Regions from separate parts of the Anas platyrhynchos genome. Here region 2 is linked to region 1. The links are chromatin contacts, called in public Hi-C maps. All regions are on one chromosome and are shown on one strand. Each heading gives the region's core, a stretch centred on a gene start, on an enhancer-like site or on the middle of the called end of the contact. The rest is flanking DNA. Distances are from core to core; before and after follow the strand shown. Region 1 overlaps ACBD6 (acyl-CoA binding domain containing 6). Region 2 holds the start of LOC101797716 (ADAMTS-like protein 2).

Region 1 (2,744 bases), core at 83-2,582:
AGAGGAGCAGCACTACCTGGCACATGGGAAGGAGACAAGAAACACCCCCAGTAAGGTCATTACAATAAAAACTTTCCTGAAGTGTTCCCGCAGAGGTGAATACACAGCCCAGAGGCTTCCATCAATGCTTGCTCTGCACCAATCTTCCTACGTCCCTTCCTACGTGGCCCTAAGGGTCCTGAGCCTGGAGGAGCTGTGAGCTCTGGGCATCCATGGAGGTTTGCTTGGTGGCAGCAGGAGAAAACTCATCCTGAGTCCAACCTGCCCAAAGTACACCCAGGAGATGATCAGTTGTTCCAGCCTCAGCTGCCACGACGGGACAGGCATCGTCCTCTAACCCCCTCAGGCTCGCACGAAGTCAGCAGCAAACCCTTGAAGCGTGCTGATTGAATTGTAATTAAGCTGGCATTGTCTCAGGCGACAAATTTGACAGAAGACGCCTCAGAGCTAACCCAGGGGTAGACCTCAAGGAGTGCTGTGCTGGTTACCACGTCCCCTAAATGCACCGGATTAACATTTCTGCACACCATTTGAGGGGCGAGGATTATTAGGGAGGCAACAAGAAAATGTAAACTCTCCTAAAGTTTCAGCCATCCCCTCCCTCCTCTCCCCCTGTGTCATGGCCCGGCTATCCCCCTGGGAAGGGAACTTGGGCAGACACTAATTGTATTTGACAGCAGCAATTACACGCAAGGCTGGAGATTAGAAGCTCGTTAATTGTGTGTGCCATAATTGCTGCCGTCTTTCCCTTTACTAGCCGAGGCCAGTGCCAGGAGAGCGATGAGGAGGAGGCTGAGCTGCACCCCAAACGCAGGTGGTCCGGGGATGGGAGGAGATGTCCCCTCTCCCCCAAGCGTGTGGCTGCTCCTGACCCCATAACAATGCAGGACGGGGCAGCTAATGAGGCATGAAATGAGGACAAGCGATGTGCTCCTCCGAAGGTATTTTCCACCTGTATCTTCTCGGCCTGGCTGAACTTCACACTACTCGGTAAATATTAACCCTTCAGGGGCGACGCTGCCAAAGGAAAACGAAAATGACTGTCTGCAAGATTAGGCACTAAATTAAATGCTTCAGTAGCATTCATAAAAATCCTCCCTTCCCTGCTAAAAAGTATGAGCTCAGCATTCCTCACCACTCTACGGAGTGGTGGCGGCCAGCTAGATGCAAACAAGATAAAAATACACTGCTAAGCTCTTCTGTAAAGCTGCCTCTCGTGAACCAGCCCTACTAATGCCCGTCAGAAACTGCGGGTTTTAATATTCCTCTCCCAACAACCCTCCTTGGCTCCGAGCAGCAGCTCGGCCGGCGAATGCACATGACTCAGCTCCTGGAGCATCTTCAACAGACCACTGAGGAGCTGTACAATTTGAGCACGCTGTCCTAGGAAAAAAAAAAAAAACAGCAGTACATTCCCCAGGATAATGGGTTTTGGTTGTTTTTTGTTTTTTAAATATTGCAGAGACAGTTTAGTTAAAATTCCATTAACGGCTACATTAAAAAAAAAAAAAGGTTTCTGGTTCTTTTAAATCCCATTGCGGAATTTCCTCCTATAAACACAATCCAAGACGGAAGAAATATTTTCCTGATTATATTCGGAAGATAAAAACAAACACACTATAATTAATGTCGTCGTGTTGCATAGTTTAACAGACCCGCAATCTTAGGCAAAGCCTCGAAGATTACTCATTTAATGAGTTAATTAAAAACTGTACCATCAACACAGTTGGAAATTAGTAGTAAAGACAGTCAGGGGAGGGGAAATAAACGTAAAATGCTTAGCATTAACTCTGAGCAAGTTTTACTGTTGCTAGCAGCTCTGATTTCATGACTCACTGTCTACATTTTAACATTTGCATGACATGAAATAATATGCTCAGCCAAGAAACCTCATGCAGCGGTTCACAACATTTTTTTGGTGTGTGGAGCTTTTTTTTTAATGGAAAAGGAGGTCCACAGGTGAGAACAGCAGGAGTGATGGCAGACTTGCTTTTCCTCAGCTCCTTTTTGTGTCTGCTGCAGTCACCTGCGGACTCCCCAGGTCCACAGCCCAGTAGGTGAAGCACGGGGCCAGCATGCAGCCCGCCGACGGGAGGCAGAAACCAGGAGCACAGCGCCCTGCATCCTCAGCCCTGGAAGCAATCGATCACTTCTGTCACGTTGACCATATAAAAAAATAATCCCCAAGTGCCCAGGCACAGCAGCCCAAGGCATACGTACAAACAGCCTTTACTGTAATTGCCGTTTCTCTGGTCAATTTAATCCAAGGCATTCATCTGTACAGATTAAAAGAGACGTTTGTTTGGGCAAGAAGTATGTCCCGAGCCAAACTGAAAAGACTGAAAGGCTGCGTGGGATGCAGCTCATGCTCTGAAGCCACCCTAAATTTGAGCAACACGGCAGTGCCAGGACATCTGCCCCCGTGCCCAGCCTGCCTGTTGTGGGATTCATCCCCTGCTTGCTGGGGACCGCAGTTCCTGGACCGCCCGACCACCGCCACGGAAATCTTGCCTCCAGCAGATCCGGGTCGTAAAGGCAGAGGCTGGATTTACGAGCTCTGCAGACAAAGAAGTGACAGAACGGAGAGATATTTGGCAGTCCCTGTCCCCGCTGAGCCGGGCTGGGGAAGGATCAAAGGGTGGCAGCAGGAGGCTGCTGAAGGCACCGGGGTAAGGCTCGGGCTCAGCAGGATCTGGATGCAGCGGCGCTGCTCAGCCTTCAGAGATGTGTACAAACACTGAGCC
Region 2 (2,744 bases), core at 69-2,568, 190 kb before region 1:
GAAAACCAGAGAGCAAAAGCAATTGCAGGTTAATCCCTTAATGACTGCTGTGTGCGTGGCCTGGCACGGAAGATAGCGATCGGAGGGCATGCAGCAATACCACCAGCCATTCCTGCAGCGTGCAATCCTTCATCTCCACGGGGTCACCCTGAGCCACGGAGTCCTGGGTGCCCCCACGGGGGTCTGTGGCAGCAGGACCCCGAGCAGCCCGGGCTTGTGTATGCAGTCACCGACCTGAACGGACTCCTCCACGCCTAGATGAAGGATTTCACAGCTGCTCAGCTTGACCTGGCTTGCTCTGTCTGGCTGAGCCCTACGGTTCGGGGTAAGCAGAGCAGGCGGTGAACACGCAGTGGAAGTGGGACACTGCCTGAGCTTAAAACAAGGACAAGCCTAGCTCAGGAGACGCTGCGGGACAAAGCTGGGTGTAAAGCTGCGGTGCCTATCGCTGTGCATTAGACAGCTCTTGTGAGACTGCTTCACCTCACCGTGGCTTTGTCTGGGGAAGGAAAAAAACCAGTCCAAGCCCTTCTTCTTTCTGCTAGCAGCGCAGGATCCCTCCTGCACAGAGGGACCTGGCCGGGAAGCTCCCACGTGGAGCCCCAGGGTGTGTGGTGACCCCTGCAAGCAGGAGGCTCGGCCAGCACCCTGTGAAGGGTGGTCTGGCCACAGGGGAAGGAAGGGGAAGAGGAAAGGGGTTAGGGGAAAGGGGTAAGGAGAAAGGGGTAAGGGGAAAGGGAAAGGTCTCGCTGCGGGCTCTCAGTGCTGCTCTGACACCAGGGACAAGGGGAGCACCAGGCTCCGGCTCCCGCACATGCACCTCGGGGGATCAAGGTGCCCCCACGGGGGTCTCAAAGCACAGACCCCCCTTTTTTCCATCCCCACCCGGCTGTCACCTCCCCGCCCGGCACCCAGGCGAGCGGCGAGGCCCCGCAGCCCCCCGGGGACCCCCCTCTCGCCCCGCCGGCCTTTTGTGTTGGCGGAGGAGGCTGAGGGGAAGGGCGAGGGGCGAGCAGGGGGGAGGCTCCGCCGCCGCTTACCTTAGCGCCGAGGGGGGCGGCGGCGCTGAGGAGAAGGAGGAGGAGGAGGAGGAGGAAGAGGAGGAGGAGGAGGAGGCGGCGGGGAGCGGCGGCCATGCCGCGCTGCTGCTGCTGCTGCCGCGGAGGAGGCGGCGCGGTGGCGGCCCACCAGCGGCCGTGGCAGGAGCCGCCGGGGCGCGGGCCGGCATGGCTGAGGGGCTTAATGACTTTACAACCTGCCGGGCGGCCGGCAGCGGCCCGCAGCCGCCGGGGGAGGGAGGGATGAAGGGGGGGAGACGGCGCTCGGAGCCGCCGGGGGCGGGGAGCGGGGCACGGCGGGGCCGGGCAGCCCCGGGGCTCAGCCCCAGCCCCGTCCCGCCCCGCCGCCGGCCTCCTGAGGGGAAGGCGCCGGGGGAAGGTGGAGGGGGGCGGCCCCGGCCCGGGGCTGCTTTTTGGTGTTTTATCCCGAAAAGCTGGGGGAGATGCTGCTCGCTAGGCGATCGCCTGGCTTTGGGCTTCGCTGTCTCAGCGGGAGGGAGAGCTGCGGGGTGTATATGGCAAACGGAGCGGGTCGTGGTTCATGGGAGGACACGAGGCTCGCCGCCTCGCTCGCTGCTTTTTCCCCTCCAGCTCCCTGTCAGCAGTGACAGGACGAGCCCGCCGCATCCTGCTTGCGCTGCACGAGGCCCTGGAGGAAGCAGTGAAGCCCCCATAAGCAACCTGGGGCGTCCCAGACTAAAGGACTCTGTTGATCCCAGTCTTCCAGGCACTGCTCTCGGGCTGGCGTGCTGAGCTAGTCAACTGTGCGAGTTCAAAAAGGAAGGAAACAGCTTAAAAAGCTTCCTGGCACCTTCCCTGCTCCCTGCTGGATCCCCCTGCAGTGGGAAGGTGATGCGAGGCCTCCACGCCTCTCCCCCACCCAGGGCTTCGGCCTCTCGGTAGGGGAGAGGAAGGATGGAGGGGTGGCAGCAGGGGGGAGCAACGCGGGGCTCCTGATCAAAGCCGTCTGCCAGCAGGCGGGGGGCAAAGGGAGGAGGAGGGCAACCCGCTACTGACCCATCCCACAGAAAACAAGGGAGAGGAGTTGTGAAATAATGTAGTTTCTCCGTGAGCTGCCTTCCGCTAAAGCTTGAGTCGATTCTTGGGTTTTGTGCCCTGCTGCATCCTCCTCGTGAGGCAGCTCCTGCCCTGAAGATAAGCAGAGCCCTTTGGAGGTGCAGAGGTGGGGGAGAGGCTGTGGGTAAGAAGGAAAGGGAGGCCAGCTCCGGCTGCATGAGCTTGCTGGGTGCTGTGCTGCTCTCACACAAGCTGTGCTGTGGCTGATCTTCAGCCCCTCACCACCAGCTGCTGAGCTGCAGCCCCAGGAAGGGCAGGAGGCAGCAGCAGGCTGTTGAGTAACATATGGTGCAGAGAGGATTTGGGGAGGGGGGATTGCATGTGAGGCACTACCAGAGCATGACAGGGCAAATCCAGGTGAACTGCAGTGCTCTCCCCTGCAGGGCCCCTCAGTGCCTGGCCTGACCTTTCTCACTAGTCCTGCTCTCATCCCAGACGTGCATCTCCTGAGCCTCTTCTGGTCACAGGGGTGAGGCAAATGTAATGTGTAATGCAGCTAGATGGAGTTAAAAGGCTGCTTGCAGTTTTAGGTCCTGAGTTTTAAGCAGTGTGGTTGTTTTCTTAATGTTTGTGGAAAATTTTGAATACTCTCAGTCAATGTGGAAGCAA

What was found. Hi-C and Micro-C count contacts between places; a contact is called where the count stands out from the background.
Region 2: a Hi-C map of skeletal muscle shows a contact between it and region 1, with 3 times the contacts expected there. The contact joins the promoter of LOC101797716 here to the enhancer-like site in region 1. A contact is called at or near these places in 2 of 8 Hi-C or Micro-C datasets (skeletal muscle and subcutaneous adipose tissue).

The regions. Positions count from the first base shown.
Region 1 is chr8:18,485,034-18,487,777 of IASCAAS_PekinDuck_T2T, reverse strand. The region is part of intron 3 of ACBD6 (acyl-CoA binding domain containing 6); the gene reads right to left. Among named protein-coding and RNA genes, the nearest start is that of ACBD6, 18 kb to the right of the region's middle. Within about 2 kb of position 1,332, at least 1 of the 8 cell types and tissues checked has an H3K27ac peak or open chromatin away from gene starts, as enhancers often do.
Region 2 is chr8:18,670,608-18,673,351 of IASCAAS_PekinDuck_T2T, reverse strand. LOC101797716 (ADAMTS-like protein 2) reads right to left here and starts at 1,318. Exons shown (of 18, transcript XM_027463149.3): 1 at 1,041-1,318. The coding sequence starts at 1,228.